2 separate regions of the Mus musculus genome follow, and region 2 is linked to region 1. The links are chromatin contacts, called in public promoter capture Hi-C maps. All regions are on one chromosome and are shown on one strand. Each heading gives the region's core, a stretch centred on a gene start, on an enhancer-like site or on the middle of the called end of the contact. The rest is flanking DNA. Distances are from core to core; before and after follow the strand shown.

Region 1 (2,572 bases), core at 30-2,529:
AGTGCGAGGGCTGGGGGTGTTCAGTGAAGCTACTGCTCAGTGCACAGAGGTTCTGCACTTATAACTTGTACTTTTATTCCGTCAAAGAAAACTTTTGCATAATATGCATCTCCAATCTTTAAAATAGTTTTTTTATACAGTTAGGAAGTCTTTGATTAAAAAAATTGCACTGAGCCCTTAAATTGTGCCAGGCACTGTTGTGCTGCCTACTTTGTTCACAACCCCACGGGTTCAAATTTTACATTAAGAACGATTCTGGGCAGACCTCAATATTCTGGAAGATGTAACAGTTTTTTTTTTTTTAATTAGTTACGTGCAAGGCAACTGATTCAGAACTTTAAATCCATTTCGGCGAGGCAAAAACTAATATGCCAAGAGTGACAGTCAAAGCTTTAAACTTCTGGAGGCGTTAGGATGTTAACCTGCTCGCACCTTGGCCCGGGCTTCCCACCTCCCACGGAAGGGACCAGAGGATCCCACTACTCGCACAGCCCGGCCAAGCCGGTCAGAGGTAGGCGGAGCTCCCCAATCCCCACCTGCTGGAGGCCTGGGTTCCTGTCTGGAAGAAGCCGAGAAATCAAACCGGGGTGCCGGGGCCAGGAGCTCCGCTGGGCCTGGTGGGCGCGCTCCTGAGCCACCCCCGTCACCCCGGATGCGATCCGGCTCAGTAGCCGGGACAGAGCCCCAAAGACCGGGCTGGAGACCGCCAGGGCCCCAGGCTCTTCCCACGGCGCCATCTTGTGAAGGGAAGAGGGTGCCACCCGCCGCTCCCTCAGAGGATTCCCCACGTCCCAGGCCCCGAAGCTGCTAGAAGAATGAGTCACTAAGCGCTGAGGGCCCGCGGCGGCTTGGAGGCCCCAAGCCCGGCCCGGGACCACAGGGACCCGCCCCGACGGCGGCTTACCTGGGCCGCGTCTCCCGGCAGCGAGGCCACGCACGGCCCGGCCCGGCCCGGAGATCGGATGCGCCGCGGCTGCAGCGGCGGCGTCGCCTGCTCGCTCCTTCTTCTCACCCTGGCCGGCGCGGGACTCTGAGCGCCGCCCGCCGTGCCGCCGCCCCTGCCGGGCTGCGTCTCCGCCTCTCCGTTCCGCCTTCCTTTCTCCTCCTCCTCCAGAGTCGCCGCGCTCGAGTTCCGAGGACTTCTTCCTCGTCGTCGTCGTTCTCCTCCTCCTCCTCCCTCGGTCTCCTCCCCTCAGACCGCCCCGGCTCCTCACGAACCAAAACACAAACACTCGGGCTCCAGCGCAGGAACTGCTTCCGCCGGCTCCGCCACGTAGCCGCACGCAGCGAAGAACGCCGTGACGTCATTTCCGCCGCTGCCCCTCCCAGGAGGCCGGCAGCGGCTTCCTAAGGGGGCGGGGCCGAAGTCACGTGACATCCCCGGGTGCGCTAAGGGAGAATAGTTCGGCCCTCTCTAACGCCTCCTTGATCTGAACCGACATCTTTGGGCTCCGGCTGCAAGGCGAGGCAGGAGCGTCAGGAATGAAGAGGGGGGCGTGGGGTTGCGTCACGTGTCTTCTCCAATTCCCTGGGGCCAGACCTACTCACTTCCTTGCTCTGCCTTCCTCCTCCCCGGGGCTCCACCCTCAGTACCACCATTGTTATCTGGGTGGCGGCGCTCTAAGCCGGCGGGTTGGGAACCCGAGAGGCGTGGGCCAGACCTGCGTTTTATGGGTCTCATCGGAGCTGACAGGGTCCCCACTGCCATTGTCAGCCTGGGTTGTCTTCCCATTGCGGCGATTTTCGGTCTGATGGTTCACTCACAGGCCTCTCACACCACTTCAGCAGCTCAGTAAAGGGGTTTAGGCGAGCGAGGGCTCCTGTGGCTCTGGAAATGCCCTGCTTTTCCGAGAATGGGCGTGTCTGTGATCTCGGAGAGAATTAAGACCCTTAAATTCAAAAGCTGCCTTTAGACAGCAAACCTCAAAAGAATAACTTGCTTTTATTGAGAGTTTACCTGTGTGTGTGGTTTTTTGTTTTGTTTTGTTTGTTTTTTGAGTGAAAAGGAGGAAATCCTAATAATTAGCGTTTATTTGGAATTCCCCATTGAACTAAGTAGTAAACATTTTGGAGTGATCTCTCTCTCTCTCTCTCTCTCTCTCTCTCTCTCTCTCACACACACACACACACCCATTGATAAGCACAGTTGATAAGCACACAGAGTCCTGGCATGTTTGTGGAATGAATGAGGGAGGCAAATAATTTGGCCACGATCACAGGTTAGATATAGTCTAGCCTGCAGCCGGCTCCATAACACTAGTTCTTAAGATTCCAATGAACAGCAGCCCAAGATGTTTATGGCTGCCCACAGCACACCTATTTAAGACGTTCCCTTGATCCGCATAGGTCCAAATACTCCACTCCCCTAAATTCTGGCACTGGTTTCTATCAAAAGAGTCATTCCTTGTCTCTGTCAGAAAGGTTCTGTGGTGCCTATTAGCATACCAAAACACAAGGCTAGCCTTCTGATTTACTCAGTACCTGTGGCTCTTCTCACCCCACTTCCTACCCTAAACTTCTCCAAGTCATGAGCTTCCCTCTTCTAGTTTCTCATTCCCATGTAACCCTACTA
Region 2 (2,572 bases), core at 22-2,521, 3.3 Mb before region 1:
GTTCCAGGTCAGCCAGGGCTACACAGAGAAACCCTGTCTCAAAAAAACCAAAAATAAATAAATTCAAGTGTGATGTGTAGATAGGCTGAGGGTCAATGACTTTGAAGGCAGCACCAGGGGCCAAGGCAAGGCACTACTAGGTCGAGTCCCTGTAGGTCAAGGGTCATATATATTTGTCACAGCACAGCATCTTCAGACTTTAAGCCAAGCCTGTAGAGCCACCCCTCACCTGGAGGAAGGACGGGCAGAGCCTGTCCTTGTCGTAGTGTGCTGGCTTCACATGGGGCCGGCTTTTGTTTTGGCCACGGGCCCTCTTGGGCACCTGCCTTTCACGGGATTCAATTGCCACCTCTGTCTTCCCATTTTCCTGCCCATCTTCCAGGCGAATTCTTTTGGCCCCTGGCTCAGCTGGGTCTCCTGTGGGCACTTCCTGGCATGCACCCTCCTGCTTGTCTCCATCCAGATATTCGTGGAACCGTTCTTTGGTTGTGCGGTACCTGCCAGAGCGGGAGAGGCTCGATGTGCACAGGGAAAGGGGCTTGGGGGCTAATGCCAAGCTCACGTGCTCCTGCTTGCAGGAAGCTTTCCCTACTTAGAACCAGCCAGTTTTCACCCAGTGCCACGGGGACACCTGTTTTACACTTGAAGGAGCCATTTGTGTCTCTGCTCTGAGAACTGAATTGCCTTAAGGGTTGCGACACACAAATATCAATATCCTTGGTAGGCTACGAAGGAACTACAAACCCCAGCATGCTTGGCAGCGAGACTCAAGCTACCACCCTTCCCAGGTCTTTCGCTGCGAGCCATTTTTTTTTCCCTCGTGGAGACTACAAGCCCCACCATGCACCTCGGGCCCTGCTTCTGGTTCCCCAAAGCTGCCTATGTGCACAGCCGGCCTCATGGCTTGTGACAACCAACACATGTTACACTCGTGTGTCAGCAGAAGGTAGGTAAAGACTTTGGCGCCTCCGGGATGCCGCTCTCCAGGATGCCGCCACACCTCCCAGCATGCACCACTCGCACCCGCCACGGACGCCGGGAAGGCCACATCAGCTTCGCTGACGGGCGCCAGCGACTCACTGAGCTTTAATGGGCGCCACCCCCCGTTCGCACGCGCCAACCCCGGAGTCACCGCCACCACCGCTCTCCGCTGCCGTCTCCGCCATCGATGCCCCTCACACCAGCTCTGGAGTGTGGCAGGAAAGTCTTCCGGGTCGCTCGTGTCCTCTGGAGCCTACAGAAAGAAATGCGCACGCTCAGACTACAGCAATGCTGCTAAGGCGCGCGTGCGCACGACCGTGGGGGCGGGGGGGGGGGGGGCCAAGGCTGCGCAGGAAACGGAAGTGCTCAAGGGTCCCGGAGGGGTTCTTGTCGGTCATCCGTGGGTCACTCTTGATCCGTGGAAGTGAATCTGGGGGTGTGGGTGTGGGTGCAGCTCACACTCACCTACTCTGCTTCTGTCCCTTTTACAAACGAGTCTGTTATTTTATAATAAAAAACCGCAGCCCGAGCGGTGTTGCGCACGCCTTTAATCCCAGCACTGGGGAGATCGAGTCAGGTGAATCATGAGTTCGAGGCCAGCCTGGTCTATAGAGTGAGGTCCAGAACAGCCTGAGCTACTCAGAGAAACCGTGTCTCAGAAGACAAACAAAAAATACCAACAGCTTTGAAGGATCAAATGACTTCACGGGGACACGCTGTCCTTTGACAGTGCCCTTCGTGAGCCACTGTGGCCCATAAACGCGTGGCAATTTGAATTATTTTTATTGTACTGCCTTTTCTTTTCTTTTTTCTTTTTTTTTTTTTTTTTGAGACAGCGTCTCACTATGTAGCCCAGGCAAGCCTCAAACTCAGAAATCCTCCTGCCTCTGCCTCCCAAGTGCTGGGATTAAAGGTGTGTGCCAGCGTTACTTTGAAAGTGACATTTACTCATCTATTGTGTGTGTGTGGGTCTCCTGTGTGTCACCCTTATGTGGAGGTCATATGACAATGGGGGGCGGGGGTCCCTGCATCCCCATGTCGGTCCCGGGATTGAACTCAGCCCCTTGAGCCTGACATCAGGCACTTCTCCGATCCTGCAATTACTATTTTAATAAAAATGTGCTTAAACATGTAAGAACAGCACTTGGGTGGATCGGGAGGTAGTGTTTTGTTTTTGTTTTGGTTTTTTTTTTTTTGGGGGGGGGGGAGGGGGTCGAGACAGGGTTTCTCTGTATAGCCCTGGCAGTCCTGGTGTTTGAGGCCAGCCTGAGCTACATGTCTCAACCAAAGCCAAGTCAAACCAATCAGTATTTAAATTTATTTAATTCATGGAGATGGGGGTCTCACCCTGTAGCCCAGGCTGTCCCGCAACGCACGAACTAGACTCTGCTGGTTGTATAACATAAGGGGAAACAGGCCCAGAGAGGTAAAGCGATTAATTAGCCTTAGACCACAATAGCACCCTGTTTGCGCCATTGCTCTCTACCGTCCCTACTGGGCAAGATGGGAATAACAATGCATTTTAAGGCTGAGGCTCCTTTGTAGCGTCTACAATTGGGTTGTGATAAGGACACGCTCTTGGAAGAAACAG

Evidence for each region. Promoter capture Hi-C pulls out the DNA fragments that hold promoters and counts their contacts.
Region 2: a promoter capture Hi-C map of liver shows a contact between it and region 1, with 5 times the contacts expected there. The contact joins the promoter of Dus3l here to the promoter of Rab5a in region 1. A contact is called at or near these places in 2 of 39 promoter capture datasets (liver and pre-B cells).

Annotation. Positions count from the first base shown.
Region 1 is chr17:53,477,941-53,480,512 of GRCm38.p6, reverse strand. It overlaps Rab5a (RAB5A, member RAS oncogene family), which reads right to left and starts at 1,279. Exons shown (of 6, transcript NM_025887.4): 1 at 905-1,279.
Region 2 is chr17:56,763,450-56,766,021 of GRCm38.p6, reverse strand. It overlaps Dus3l (dihydrouridine synthase 3-like (S. cerevisiae)), which reads right to left and starts at 1,271. Exons shown (of 13, transcript NM_144858.2): 1 at 1,081-1,271; 2 at 230-497. The coding sequence starts at 1,166.